2 separate regions of the Oryctolagus cuniculus genome follow, and region 1 is linked to region 2. A link is a contact called in public Hi-C data. All regions are on one chromosome and are shown on one strand. The core of a region is the stretch at or near the end of the contact, and the rest is flanking DNA. Distances in the headings are between cores, read along the strand shown.

Region 1 (2,785 bases), core at 144-2,643, 240 kb before region 2:
AGATCTGGGCATTCCAGGTAGGGAAGGCAAGTCACAAATAAGTGGATGCCTCTAGAGAAACTGAAACCATGGCAATAAAAGTGCCTCAGTCTAGTTTTAGGTCTAGGTCTTTAAGTTGCCTAACTCAATAGTGGGCAGGGGGTCTGCCCACTCATATGCATATGTATCTCTCAGTAAATATTGACTGTGTAATTACTCTATGTCATTCACCATTCTTAGCTTTAGAGAAGCTGAGCAAAACAGAACTCCTGCCCCTGAAAAGCCTGCATCCTTAATACAGTACAGGAGACAGGCAATTCAGGTTAAACAAAAACAAACTTTATTGTGTAGTGGACCGAAAGAAAAACACACAGGTGAACACAGCACTCAAGGGCGATGAGAAGAGAGGAAGAAGGCTGCAGTTTTAAAGACCATATGTTCAGGACAAGCATCACGTGGCAAGTAACATTTGAGTGAAGAAGTGAGGAATGAAGGGAGCAGGTCAAGTGGATCTGGGAATGGCCCTCCAGGCGAGTGGGAGCAGTAATAGAGGCCAGCTCTGAGTGACAGGGGAGCCACCAGAGGGGTTTTGGCAGGGGAGGGACATGATCTGGTATAGGTCTTAATGGGTTTGCTCTGGCTGCTGTGTGAGGACAGAGTGGGGATGGTGATGGGGAGAACAAGGAAACTCATTAGGACGCTAATGAAATAATCAGACAGGAGGCGATAGTGGTTTGACCCAGGGCGGTAGCAGAGGAGGAGGTGCTAAGTCATCTGATTCTGGATGTATTTTGAAGGCAGAGCCAAGAGGATTTCCTGACAGATTGGATGTCAGCCGTGGGATTCCCTATCTGCTTTCCCCAGGGACAATAAGGTGTAGCCCCGAGTCATCTCAGGGTGGCTGAGAGTGTCTCCTGGCTCAGCATCATTTTGGCAGAGGGGCTGCTGAGGGAAAAGAATCGTGGTTTTCCTGTCTCCTGTTCCAGGATCAGGAAACGAATCAGCTGAATCAGGGCAGGAGATACTCTGCTGTTTCCTTGACTTTGGAAAACACACATTCGTCCTTCCTAAATGTCATTCAGGTGTGGATTTTTTTTTTTTTTTCACCAAAGTACATTTGTTTTTCCTCCTGAAAGATTGTTTTGTATTGCCTATTTTTAGGAAGAAAAAGGTTACATTTTCATGGAGATATGAAATATGATATATATGAAACAGGGTATATACTACTTGAAAATATTAATGTGTTGACAAAATATGTAGACACACACAGAGTAAACTTTCAGATAGGGAGAGAATGTTTCCATGGATGTTGTGGCAACAGTTCATCCTGGTTACTAGACAACATTGCATAACTGGTGCAGCTATTTCAGTTCCTAACTGCTTATATAAGCAAAGATTTGGAAAGACTTACTTGAAAGAACACAGTGCATGCAAACCTAAATGTCTCAAAACTGAAATTTGTCTATTTGGAAGTGTAGAGTAGTCCTATGCAATATAGTATCCCCAGATCCCCACCCCCCAGGTTCTAGGAGAACCCATGATAGATCAAGTTGCAGGAGTCTCCTGTTTTCCCTGCTTTTCTGTGTGCTGACTTTCCTGGATTTACATATAAGCATCTCCTAAATGTGGGGTAGGTGAGGTTCTTTTAGGTTTTAAAACTTTGTTGAAGTTTACAAGATGGCATTTGAATTGAAAGTTTAGTGCATATGACTTCCAAAACTAAGTGTGCCTGTGACTTTGGGTGACTTGTTAAGCTTTAGGAAATGGCTGTTTTTATGGTATCTTTACACTCTGGCTCAGTGGCCCTACACTGTCTTTTTCCTGTTCTTGCTCTAAGGGGTACAAAGGAAATGAGTTTGGGCATTCGTAGAATTCATGTCTCTGGACTCACTAGCTAGTCCTTCCCTCAAATTTATGGTCATTTTATTAAAAGCCATTTCATCTTCACTTCAAATGATAGTATATATGACTAGTAGGATACAGTAACTGTTTATTCAGTAACTCAAAAAGCTAAATATTGACCTCTGAAATGCTTAATAGGAATAAGAAGAACACTTGTAAGTTTTGAGAAATAATCTAAACACATTAAACATTTGCTTTTGAAATTCAAAGAATTGTCAAAACCCTAAAAAATACTATGCAATAATTAGCAGAAGTAAATAAGGAAAAATGTAACTTTTCACAGATCTCTTACCACTTAGAAAATAAACTCTATTCTTTTCAGAATCAATCTTTACAATAGAGACGGGAGATAAAAGGTTAGCGGTAGGACAGAGATGATTTCCAAACCCCGGGACCCCTGCTCTTGCAGTGCAGCATCACTCATGTTATAAGAGCTACTAACGTTGTGAACGTGATGGCTGGCCTTTATTTTTTTTTTTTAAACAAAATTGTGCTTTGAGATTGTAAACCCAACAAAGTCAACAAGTAAAACTTTTAGCCTGTTAAAGGAACAAGGCATTTTTTTTAAAAAGATCTGGAAAGCTGTGAAGTTTATTATGTTAGTCTCATTGTAGAGAGACTAATAGTGTGCATGCAGTTCAGATGCCTTCCCTTTTTTCTTCCTGCAAATAAAGTATATTACAAATAAAAATAATAATAATCACTAAGTCCCAGGTGATCACAATGTATTGAAATATTTACTATTTTGATCTTCATTGCCCTTAAGTTTTGGAGTCACAATGAAACAAAACTTGTATTGATGAATTTGCCACAAGTTGTATAGTAATTAAGTTTTTTACATTAGTTCAGTTAAATAATCTTATGCAGTGAAACTAATCCTTATTGCTGTTGACAAAAGTGATTT
Region 2 (3,055 bases), core at 540-3,039:
GCGACCATAAGTTGGCTGCTCTGTTGCATTTCTACATCTTTATTTTTAGACTCCAGGTTTGTTACGAACCCTAATTTTCTCTGGACTTTTCCATAGTTGGAGGCTGCCAGGGCATTTTCAATCACACTTGGCGGGAATGATTTTCCCCAAAACTCACCCAAATCCCAGGAGTTAGCCATACGATTGTGTTTCCTTGTTGTATTTTTTGGTTGAGTACTAGGCTAGTATATAGACGGTTAATTGTGTGAAAGGTTGAGTAAGGAGGAAGAGAAAGGTTCTGGGGCCAAGGAACTCCAGTGAGCATTCATTTACATGTAATTGAAAGCTGAGCTTTTCTTCATGGGTAACTACTCTACGGAAAAGACTAGCCAAACCACTTAAAACCATCCACAAACTTGCTGGCCAACTTGGACAGTAATGCTGAAAAATATTGCTACTCCTAATTTATTTGATGATGCTTAGTTTTATAGACTGCCAGATGATTAATGCTGGTTTAAATCTAGGGCCAAGAAATTTTCCTCCAATAAATTATTGTCCTTTGTACCCTTGAGCAAATCTAAGAACATTTATCACAAGTAGTATGTATCAAGGTCTCAAAAGAATATCACTACTGGGTCAGAAGCAAAATGAGCTTGACCCAGGTCTTTGCCAAGAATTGCTTGATTCAATCATTCTTGGTCTGGGAGAGGTAGATATTAACTTGATATTAAGGGTACTCCTCAGAGAAGAGGGATAAAGGACCCACACAAATTTTTAAAATCCTTGTACCTAAGGCAATATTTTTTTTTTTTTTTGGTCTGCAAAGGTAATTAAGACTCTAGGTTTGTATGAAAAATTAAGAGAAACTTAAGGTCTAAAAAATTATTTCGATTTGGAAAATAGTGATTCCTTTACACTCAAAATGTTTAATGACTAATTTTTATTTTGGATTTTTATCTCTCTACTGGAAAACTACTTTATGATAAATTCTACAAGTATTTATTGAAATATTTAAATACTTGGACATTGAGCTTGGTCTTTTGGCTATAAAGATAAACATGATCAAATTCATTCTATCGATGACTATTACATTTTTTAAGAATATATATTTATTTACTTGAAAGAGTGACAGAGGTAGAGAGAGGGAGATATATCTTCCATCTGATGGTTAATCCCCCAAATGCCTGTAACAGCCAGGGCTGGGCCAGGTGAAATCTGGGAGCCAGGAACTCCATCTGGGACTCCCAAAGGGGGTCTCCAAGGTCACTGGGTGACAAGAATCCAAATACTTGGGTCATCATCCGCTGCCACTCATAAACACCAGCAATAAGCTGGATCAGAAGCTCAGAGCACCTAGGACTGGAACCAGCACTTAGATATGGGATGTGGCTTAACCCACTGCACAGCAATGGACGCCTCAGTGCTTATGTTTTCGAATTTGGCTCCCTTAAAACATTTTGCATTTTAGCCCCCTCCCTTCCCAAAACACAATCCAAGGAAGAAGGGATAATCTCATCGCATAGATTTAAAACTATGTGGATGACATATTTTTTTGAAATGTTGAAATGCCAGAGTAATTTTGTTTTACTAAAGGTATATTCTCTTTTCCTTTTTAAGACACGTAACTCTATTGTTCTTGCTGGTAAGAGAATGAGTTGGGATTTGGGCTTTTCATGACCAAGTTAAGTAACCCAGAGCCTTGTTGCTAACAATGAAAGTGAGATTCCCTTTCACGGAAGGACTGGCCCACTGGAAGTGGATGATTCCAGTCTGGCTGATCCAACAGGTTTTTATTTCTTAAAGCTTTGAGCACCGTGAGTCAGAGGGAGAGGAGGAGAGAGCATGAGCTCACTCCAGAGACGCTGGTATTAGAGGAGAAGGGATGGATTGTCTGTTGGACTCAAACCAGAGAAAGGAGTGGCTGTTATTGCAGCAGGAAAATATGAGTGCTGGTTGGGGGAGTGGCTGAGCTGTTTGTGGAGCCGGCTACAAAGCCTCAAGGCAAAGCTTCCACGCAGAGTCAAGCCATTGGTTCCGCCTGAAGAGCGAGCTGGTTTTGGAATCTTTTCCCTCTTTGCCTTTCTTTGCTTAGCAACTTGACTTGAGAGGAGGGAGTCTAGCCTTTGCCCTTGACTCACCTCCACCCCACTTCCTTTCATCTCAACGCTCTCTGCAGTGAGATCACGCTGGTGAACTCACCTGCATTCCGCAGCCAAGAGAGCTTCGGCATGTGAAGATCTGTCTGTGGGTGCACCCAGCGCTGCCTTCTGGTTGGCGCCAACACCTGGTCTGTCTAGTGTGGTAGAACTCTATGGACATCTTCACCGTCACCTTGTGTCCCTAATTGCAATTGGCCAATGGTTCAGATTTTCCTAGAATAAATTTCGTTTCGTCTTTAAACCAGAAGGGCTAATCAAATGAAAAAGGACTGGGCTGGGATTTTATCTCTTATTTCACCCTTAGTGAAGGGATTTGAGGGAATGTCTTTATTAATAAAGCTTTATGAATAGGCTTTTTTTTCTTATTTTTTAAACTTTTTTTAAAATTTTTGACAGGCAGAGTGGACAGTGAGAGAGAGAGACAGAGAGAAAGGTCTTCCTTTTGCCGTTGGTTCACCCTCCAATGGCCGCCCAGGCCGGCGTGCTGTGGCCGGCGCACCGCACTGATCTGATGGCAGGAGCCAGGTACTTATCCTGGTCTCCCATGGGGTGCAGGGCCCAAGCACTTGGGCCATCCTCCACTGCACTCCCGGGCCACAGCAGAGAGCTGGCCTGGAAGAGGGGCAACTGGGACAGAATCTGGCGCCCCGACCGGGACTAGAACCCAGCGTGCTGGCGCCGCAAGGTGGAGGATTAGCCTAGTGAGCCGTGGTGCCGGCCTTAATAAGCTTTTAATACCAGTGACAGAACACAACCTTAGGCAAAAGGAAGGGCAAAGAGGGTCTCCAAGGTCACTGGGGACAGATAAGAAACCTTCTAGCTTTTGTTACTTTTCAACATGTTTTCTCTCCAGGCCACTTTTTTTTTTTTTTTTTTTTTTTTTTTTTTTTTTTTAAGAAGGCTTTTATTTAATGAAT

Evidence for each region. Hi-C and Micro-C count contacts between places; a contact is called where the count stands out from the background.
Region 1: a Hi-C map of embryonic fibroblasts shows a contact between it and region 2, with 2.4 times the contacts expected there. The contact joins two enhancer-like sites. A contact is called at or near these places in 2 of 6 Hi-C or Micro-C datasets (embryonic fibroblasts and an unstated tissue).

What each region holds. Positions count from the first base shown.
Region 1 is chr11:92,103,664-92,106,448 of mOryCun1.1, reverse strand. The region is part of intron 10 of POC1B (POC1 centriolar protein B); the gene reads left to right. Among named protein-coding and RNA genes, the nearest start is that of GALNT4, 74 kb to the left of the region's middle. Within about 2 kb of position 1,393, at least 2 of the 8 cell types and tissues checked have an H3K27ac peak or open chromatin away from gene starts, as enhancers often do.
Region 2 is chr11:91,863,130-91,866,184 of mOryCun1.1, reverse strand. No RefSeq gene overlaps it. Among named protein-coding and RNA genes, the nearest start is that of DUSP6, 140 kb to the left of the region's middle. Within about 2 kb of position 1,789, at least 2 of the 8 cell types and tissues checked have an H3K27ac peak or open chromatin away from gene starts, as enhancers often do.